Linked DNA regions of Gossypium hirsutum: all the other regions are linked to region 1. Evidence: chromatin contacts called from public Hi-C data. All regions are on one chromosome and are shown on one strand. The core of a region is the stretch at or near the end of the contact, and the rest is flanking DNA. Distances in the headings are between cores, read along the strand shown. Region 1 overlaps LOC107908079. Region 2 has its middle 17 kb from the start of LOC121228038. Region 3 has its middle 8.3 kb from the start of LOC121228678.

What was found. Hi-C and Micro-C count contacts between places; a contact is called where the count stands out from the background.
Region 2: a Hi-C map of leaf shows a contact between it and region 1, with 2.6 times the contacts expected there. The contact joins two enhancer-like sites. A contact is called at or near these places in 10 of 34 Hi-C or Micro-C datasets (anther, fibers, hypocotyl and 2 more).
Region 3: a contact with region 1 is called in a Hi-C map of leaf, with 1.9 times the contacts expected there. The contact joins two enhancer-like sites. A contact is called at or near these places in 2 of 34 Hi-C or Micro-C datasets (both in leaf).

What each region holds. Positions count from the first base shown.
Region 1 is chrA04:9,256,853-9,259,742 of Gossypium_hirsutum_v2.1, reverse strand. It overlaps LOC107908079, which reads left to right. Exons shown (of 5, transcript XM_041111159.1): 3 at 330-1,564; 4 at 1,721-1,869; 5 at 2,626-2,890. Among protein-coding and RNA genes, the nearest start is that of LOC107908079, 13 kb to the left of the region's middle. Within about 2 kb of position 1,437, at least 9 of the 9 cell types and tissues checked have an H3K27ac peak or open chromatin away from gene starts, as enhancers often do. A contact at or near this core is called in leaf, where this site is marked.
Region 2 is chrA04:9,190,994-9,194,072 of Gossypium_hirsutum_v2.1, reverse strand. No RefSeq gene overlaps it. Among protein-coding and RNA genes, the nearest start is that of LOC121228038, 17 kb to the right of the region's middle. Within about 2 kb of position 1,517, at least 1 of the 9 cell types and tissues checked has an H3K27ac peak or open chromatin away from gene starts, as enhancers often do. A contact at or near this core is called in leaf, where this site is marked.
Region 3 is chrA04:9,139,264-9,142,447 of Gossypium_hirsutum_v2.1, reverse strand. No RefSeq gene overlaps it. Among protein-coding and RNA genes, the nearest start is that of LOC121228678, 8.3 kb to the left of the region's middle. Within about 2 kb of position 1,482, at least 9 of the 9 cell types and tissues checked have an H3K27ac peak or open chromatin away from gene starts, as enhancers often do. A contact at or near this core is called in leaf, where this site is marked.

The DNA of each region.
Region 1 (2,890 bases), core at 188-2,687:
ATATCTACTCTTTCTTTCCTAATGATGGGATATTAGAAAAGATATCTTGTGTATAATTTGGGACCATAACCCTAATATTTATAACTTTAGCATATTAGTTCTAATCAAATTCTAATTAGCCCATCATTAATTAGAATTTGATTAGAAGAGTATCTACACATATTTGACCCATACTTTCTTTATTTAATAATTAAAAGCCCAATAAAATTCTAACCAAATTAGATCACTTTTAATTTGGGCTAACCTATCATGATAGTAAATAATAACATGTAATTATCCTTATTATATATGTGATGTCCAAATTTTCCAACATATGATTCTTCTGTCAGAAGGGACAGTGCGAGTGATGGAGATATCAATCTACTAGCAGACGACGTGAAAGTTTCTATCGTCAATGGAATTCCAGCTATTAGTTTCTCAGATCGTGTTAAAGAAATTCTTTATAAAGAAATGGAACTAATAGTTATTATTAAATTGTTAGGGAGAAACGTTGTTTTAAATACTTTATATAATCGTGTTTCTAACTTGTGGAAACCTTGTTCTTCGTTTCATCTTATGGATATTGAAAATGGTTATTACCTGGTTCGTTTTTTGAAAAGGGCTGATTATGATCGTGTTTTATCACAAGGACCATGGATCATCTTTGGACAATACCTCACGGTTCAACCTTGGACCAAGGATTTCAACCCTATGCAACTGTATCCCAGTGTGGTTTTGGCTTGGATTTGGTTACTGGGTCTACCGAGGTTTTTGTATCATCGGCAAATTGTGGAGGCTATTGGGGGGCTTATTGGAAAAGTTGTCAAACTGGATTTCCACACAGATAATAGATCCAGAGGCCGGTTTGTTCGTCTTGCTATTTTTTTAAATCTCGACAAACCCTTGATTTCTCAGGTTTTGATCGATGGCATCGCTCAGAGGGTGGAATATGAGGCTCTCCCCACGGTTTGCTTTGGACGTGGAAAATATGGTCATGTCAAAGATTTTTCTCCTAAGGAGAATGCGAATCGAAATCCTATCAGCCAGTCAGAAGTAGTCAAAGATGTGTCGGTTAAGGCCGCTGGTGGAAATGCCGAAGAAGCTAGACCAGAATTTGGCCCGTGGATGCCGGTTGAGAGGAAATCGCAGCGAAATTTGAGGAATGGTCGGGGAAATGCTAGATCTAACAAAGGAGAGATTAAAGGGGAAAATCATCAGAAGGAACCGTTGGCGTCTAGGTTTTTAGCGTTAATAGGGGAAGATGAAAATAGCGATACTTATGATATGCCTGTTAGGAATCTTCTGTCGGTGGGAGATTATGATTTTAATGATGCTAGAAAGGGTAGTCTAAATGCCAGAATTGGGGTTAACTCTTTGGGGGATTTGGACTCTAGTGTTGGTCCAAGTAATATACCCACTAAGCCTTCCAAAGTAAAGGCCACAGATGGGCCAAAAGGGAACGATGCTTTGAAGAATGTCAGCCTGCGGTTAACTCCTGACCTAGCTCATAAATCCAGTTCAGATCCTGAGCTCTCCAAAGAAGCTGATGCGGTGGAAAACTGGGCTAAATTGGGACAACTTTCTGGTGGGCCCACGAAGGAACCAAATTCGCACATAATTTTGGGCCAAAATGCCTTGGACAAAAGGCCAATGCATGATAATAACTTTACTCAAATCTTGCGCAAGGAAATTAAAAATCTAGAATTTAATTCTAATTCTAATTCTAATTTTAATAATGCAGGTACAACGCACCATGCCAGTTCAATTATTGATATGGTCGTGGATGATGTTAAATGTGGGGATTGCTCAAATAAAGTTCAAGGGGTTTCAAATGGTGGAAATTTTGATAATATTGTAGCGCACTTCAACTGGCTTTCGAATGCTCTGAGGGCACCCCTGTTATTATTTCAGAGGATGTCTTGGAACCCGAGAAACATTCTGCAATAAATTTTAAAGACCCCTCCCATAAAAAAAGGAAAAGGTAGCTCGGATAAATCTACTTGTGGAAATTTTGGTGAAGGAGTACCCGTTTCTAGAGAGAAGTTTGGTGGTAAAGATTTAATTGGGGCAATGGTCAAAAAGCGTCCAATGCTTTGCGTGGTAGTGGGAGTCGGTTCAAAGCTTCAGGAAATTATAGAGTATCCTTGGTCGAATCTATGGAGGAAATGGCTAAATTTATATCTAGTCCTAACCTTTGTAAGGATCTTAATTCTAGATCGGAAGGGAGAGCCTTGGTTAAGGATGGGGACAATGCCTCCCGATAGTAATTCGTATGTTTTTCTAATTATTATTATTTTTTATATATGAATTTTACAATATTTTCTTGGAATTGTCAAAGTTGTGTTAGTGTTAAGTTTCCTCGTATTTTTTGAGAATATTATCAGGAACATAGTCCTGATATTATTAGTCTACTCGAGACAAGAGTTAGTGGGTCTAAAGTAGATCACAGTATTGCTAAATTGGGTTTCCCTAATTCACACCGTGTCAAAGCGATTGGTTTCTCGGGGGGTATTGGATTGGTTGGAAGAACTTTGTTTGCCTTGAGATAATTTTTAATCATCCTCAATTCATCATGGCTCGGGTTGGGACTACGTTTTCTTCAAATTCTATCTTTATTCGTTTGTATATGGGAGTCCGAATAAGCAGAAGTGCTCGGATTTATGGGATATATTGAAAAGCTCGATTCCCTTAGGGAACGTTCCATGGGTTGCTATTGGAGATTTCAACGTTATTCTTTTGCCATCTGAGAAATTAGGTGGTATGTCTACAGGTAGGCACTGCCCTCTCTTTGGTGATTTTGTGGATAAAGCTAAACTTCATGATTTAGGGTTCAGAGGTCCACCCTTTACTTGGCATAGGGGACTGCTTTTTGAAAGACTTGATATGGCTTTGGGAAATGAAGCTTGGGTTC
Region 2 (3,079 bases), core at 268-2,767, 66 kb after region 1:
TTCAAGACATCTATTTTCAAAAGAAAATGTCGTGAGGGAAATTTTTTGAACTTTTAGCGAAACTCTTAATTTCTTTTCGATATAACTTTTAATATTCTTTATATATATATACATGAATATAATGATTTATTTATTGTTTTTAAGTATATAATGATTTTTTCACTATAATATCTTCTAAAGAACGCGATAGAAATAAATGAATAAATGAAAAACATAAGAAAAAAGGTATTAGATTGGGTTATGATAATTGGTGCTGTTTTCATTTAGATTCTTTTGGAAATATAAGTATTTTTCTATATGTATTTTAAAATTTGATTACTTTTTTTTAAAAAAAATATGTTGGGGATCGACCCAATTAAGCAACGAACAAGTAAAATTAGCGGAAGAAATTAATAAATTAAAGACACAAATTTAATTAATGTGGAAAATCTCTCCAAATAAGATAAAAAATCACAGGCAAATATAATTTTACTATAATAACAAAAGAACGAAAAGTACAAAAGATAGAGACAAAACTAAACCCTGAAAACAAAAAACCTTCAAAAAGTAAAAACAAAATTCCCCAAACTATATTATGAGTTCTAATATTTAATGGACGTGTTTTCTAAGATTATAAAGGAGTCTATTTATAAGCTAAATTCATAGGTCAAATAAATTATGCTAATAAATGCTAAATATATTATACTAATAAATACCAAATCTTTTAGAAAGAAAATATATATTTTGTTTAACTTGACTTGAAAGCAATCTCCTAGAATTTGGGTCACACAACTCTAACAATTGTATAACTATAATTTAAAAAATAATTTTAGAATTTTAGAAAATAAATTATGATTTTTTTTAAATTTTTTTAAAAGATTTTTTGATAATTTTAGAAACTTTTTTCTTTTTTTCTTTATTTATATTTAAAAAATCTAAAAGTACCAAACTAGTATCTTAGCAATTGTTCAAGGGTTGAATTGGATATTATCTCTTGAGAATGTGCGGCACCATCATTTTGTTAAGGAGTAAAATGTGTATTGAGACCGATTTGTAAAGGAGTATTTGAGGTGAATTAGATCAATATATCAAATGATTTGCTAGACAGGAAACAGATTAGAGGGCACCATAGTTTGTACTCGAGGACACTCTTTGATTCTTAAGTTAGTAAAGCTTAAAGAAAAGGGTAAAATGGTGCAAACTTTGGTTTGTGGGCATACCTAGTTAACGTTGCCATATTGGTTTATATATATATATATATATATATTTTGTGCTTGCTTGAGGTTGCCTGAGCTTATACTCGGATATAATTGTCACTCTTTATAAGTAGGTTTATCTTCATCGCATCTTCAAGGGCTTTAAGTCATGCTTCATTATGCTAAATGATTTGAGTTGGAAGATGCTTTTCTTGTTATTTCGTGAAGTAGTAAGAAGGGAGATGTGTATAAGCATTCTACGCTAGTGAGGATGAAGATCCCATGTGTGAGGCTCCTTGGCATGCTCCCATTATGTTCGGGGCTAACAATCTCTTGTGGGTTTTTATTATAAGTTGGCCTACTCCCTTTGTTGAGAATATTTGTGTTATTAGGAGTTGGGCCTGTGTTACTGATTTTGGGTCTAAGCCCATTTCTTCAGGTACCAACATTAGTTCCATCTGCTTGCTAGCCCGGAGGAGGTTTGAAAATGGCCTATGAAAGAAAAATAATTGTTGTTTTCGAAAGTAAATTTGAGAAGACAATGATGCTGATATAATGACCAAAATACTAGTTTTGGAGGGAACATGCAATGATGAAGAGTACAGTGGCTATTAATTTGCCATTATCTAGTGAGTTACAAGATTATAATGGTATCATATATTCACATCAAAATTGTGTGTGGTGTTTATTGAGGCTTTTTTGTTTCCCCTGGTACAAAATCGTCGTTTAAGAGAAAACTACTTTAAAGGTCACATCGTTGCAAAGTTTGGGGGGCTTTAATTGAGACATAAATGTGACTTTTGCTATAAACAAGTTGGTTTCATTCTTCATTTATGTTACTTCTTTTTCTTTCATTTTGCTTTCTTTCATTTTCATAAAATGGCAAGTGTGACAATGTAGGGAACCATCAAAGGGTTATCCCCATCCACTGCTGTTGATGCATTTCCCGTAGTGTGGATATGTTGTTGATTTGAGAGAACGTAAAGGATTTCAAAAAGATATGGCAATCGAATGTGCTTTTATTTGCATATCTTTAGGGGAGGTTTCTATATACCCTATTCATCCCTTTTTTGTGAGATTTTAAAACTCTATGGTTTGAACTCCAACTAGTTACTTCCAAGGGTTTGGCCATCCTTGTAAACTACTTTATCAAATGCCGCAACAAGAGGAAGTGGAACCAATCTATGAGGGTTGTTCCTCATTTATTTTCCTATAAGTTAGTCTAGTTGCTGGTATTGTTCAAAACCGGAAATAGCTGGTATGTTTGTAGGTTTGAAGGATGTTGATTGGATAGATAAATCGACTTTTTATTTATTTATTTATGAGGAAGTCGTTCCATGTAGAGAAGGGATTCAATGTCCAATCTTAAGAATCATAAATAAAATTATTAATTAGTTAGTTGTTGATATTAGTTTGCATTTAGAAAATTAGAATTTTGAGTTATGGAGTAATTTGTAAGAGAGGTAGAATTAGAGGGGTCAAAGTCTCATGAGTGTAGAAATAAGATAAGAAATTAGGAGAAACTTATTTTCTTATCATTATTTTATGAGACCATTTCATTTTCTCTCATTTTTTGGTAAGTCAAATTTTATTAATTTTTACATTTAAAAAAATAAGTTTACTTAAACTAATTTCATCATCTATTCCTCATTTTCGTAGTGTCATTGTTTCTTCAAGAGGAAGATGAAGAGTTGCGTTTTTGAGATTTTCTTAAAAATTTCTTTTCATTTTAACAAGGTATATGCATTTTCTAATAATAATGATAAACTTTCTCCATTCATGTTTTAATGAGTGCTAGAAGGAGATGTTTGAATTATTTAGTGTTTTCAAAGTTGTTTTTCTATTTCAATAAGTCATATTCTTTAGGAACAACTTTCTACATTTGTTTAAACTAGTGGTGATCC
Region 3 (3,184 bases), core at 233-2,732, 120 kb after region 1:
TTCCCAAACATTAATCATTACCTTTGTTTTAGTAAATTTTCAAATAAACAATCATAGAACTAGCTCAAAAACACATTAATTTGACTTGAAATAAAATGGAATAATTAGTTTTAAAGAGTTGGACACTATAAAGCGACATTTGTAAACCAAGAGGAAAAAAATGAAAACATGGGATAACATGCATGCATAAAATACAACAATTGATGAATGAAGATAATATAACCTTATTTAATCAATCAAACCAAACAATCGAATATAATTAATCTAACCAAAATGAAACCAATTTTCTAAGCATGTATGGAGAACAATTGAGATAACAATAAAACGAAAAAAAAGTATACAACCATGATATATAGCCTAATATAATACAATCGATACAAAATTTACAAAACAAAATGAAAATTAAAAAAAAACCAATATAGTATAAAGCATATTTAACATAATGATGAACTAATGAACACATAATATAATATATGAATTGATGAATTTAAAAAACTAGAGACATATATATAATCATTAAAATATGTATTATAGAATGAAGATTTTTAAATCAAATAATATACAAAGTGTTAAAAACATTTGTTAAAACACATACAATAAGGGAAAATTTAATAATATATAAAATATGAAAGGATAGCAAAAATACATAATAAAATATAATATTAGGAAATACACAAAATGGGTTTACAAAACGTATATATAAGAATACATTTAGAAGCAATGATTTGTAAAAATAGCTTGAAATTAATAATGCATATACGATTAAATTAATTTTATCGTGAACTATATATGTAATAGATTTTAAAAACATAATTATGTATACAAAGAAAAAAAAACTATATGTATAAAATAACATGGGTTTAATGATGTATATAAATCAAACATATGTACCAATATATATGTATATGTATAATAATAATTTAAATAATATATAAAACATGTATACAAAACATATTAAAATAACAAAAATATATGTTAAAATATACGAATAGATTCAAAAGCATGTATGAAATAACATAACATTAATAATATACATAGACCAAAATTAACTTTATTACGAATATTATATATAACAATGTGTAAAAAACATTTATAAAAAAAAATACAAAATGTGAAAATGATATGTCAAAAACAAATTTACAATAATAAAAAAAGGTACAATCACCAAGGTAATTCAAAATATACAAATAAGTAAACAAGAGTAAAAAATGACTGAAATAAATCTTTAAAAAAAATAAAAACTTAATTAAAGTCAAATTAAAACGAAAGGGATAATTTGCAAATAAAATAATCGAAAAGAGGACCAACGTGTAATGCGCTCCAATGTACAGGGATCCAAGCTGGAAATATTCCTAACCCCCAAAACGCAGCACACAAGCGCTGACTAAAATGAAATAGCGCACAGACTTTTGGGGAAAATTTTAAAAAAAGATAGGATGCCAATAGGAGTCAACTGAGATGCGGCGCAAAAGGGGGGGATTAACCGCACAAATTTCCCATTGGAAGAGCAGAGGCATGGATCCGGGTCTGGGAATGGGTCGACGCGCGGATCTCCCTGCCCTTAAACGGCACCGTTTTTCAAATCTGCTTTTAAAACCCTTCTCCCTTATTTTCTCCTTTTAACATAGCAGCCCTTTTAATTGAAATGAACGTTGAATTCTGCTAGGGTTTCATTTAGCAGCCGCCGAACCCACCATTCGATTTGATGGCCGATAGTGCACGAGCAGGACCCGATCTTGCCAAAGAAAGCCTCACCCACAGAGGTTCGGTAAGTGTACTCCTTTTTCTCTCCCTTTTTTTGAAAAAAAAAACCCTTAAAATCCTATACTATTCTGTCAAAAAACAAAGCGAAATCCGACAAAAAAGCAAAAGAAAACAACCCTAGCCCGAGTCACCATATTTCTGAGACATATGGGCTTTCATCGGTGTTGTTTCAAGCATTCTTTTCATTTTCCATGCTAAAAAATTACAAGCAAATCGAAAGAAAAGGGGGGAAAAAAAGAAATAGGATTTGAAATCACCTTTCGATAATTTTTTGATTTCTTTTTTTCTGCTATTTAATATGCGTATTTCAATATGCGTAAAAAAAATTTTCATCGGTGTTGTTTCAAGCATTCTTTTCATTTTCCATGCTAAAAAATTACAAGCAAATCGAAAGAAAAGGGGGAAAAAAAAAGAAATAGGATTTGAAATCACCTTTCGATAATTTTTTGATTTCTCTTTTTCTACTATTTAATATGCGTATTTCAATATGCGTAAAAAAAATACAATGAAGAAGTTCTTGGCTTTATAGCCGGAATCCGAAAGAATAAATAAAAAAATACAAATTTTCCTTCGTGTTTGTTGTCGTTCTCTTGTTTGTTTGCATGTATGGAGGTACGAGGCTAGCTGTGGTGGTACGTGGCACTCGGCGTGGGGCATACGGAGGTGTGCTGGAGGTCATACAGTGCTTGGAGGCTGAAGGCTATTGCGGCGCATCGAGGGGGACCCTAGGGTTTCTGTGAATGCCAAACTCTCGGGCCATTTGGGCCTACTCTGTTGTGTAATATTGGGCTAGGATTAATTTGGGCCCTTGTAATTATTTTGGGCCAATTAGGGCTGGTGTAATAAAGGGACTGGGACTATTAAAAAATTTGGTTTTATTATTATTTAGTTTATGTTTGTACATGCCCTGGGCAGATTTGGGCCTATACAATAATAATAATGAAAATAATATTTAATTAATTAATTTAATAATGGAATAGAAAAATAACAAAAAAGAAGGGACTAAATCAAACTTTTAAATAGAAATTTGGGCAAATTTGAAATAACAATGAAAGGGGAGGACTTATCTGAACACGTGAATAACATGGAGGGACTAATAGGGGAATTCTCCCTTCTCCTCCAAAACGACATCGTTCCCATAAGAACTAAAATGTGATCGAAATAAAGTATGGGGTAAAAATTAAAAAAAAAAGAACTTAATTGCAAAAACATTAAAAAGCGGAAGGGCTAAAGGTGCAATTAGTCCCAACACGTTAATCCTCACTGGCAGGTCGGGTCCACATGGGGATCCTAGGGGGAAAATGACGACGATTTGGTACCTAAAAGGCCTGCCTAAAACGACGTCATTTTGGAGGCCTATTTAAGGCTAAATTTTTAGAAAAAAAAATATCATTCCACCCCTTTTTTTAAAAAAATGAGA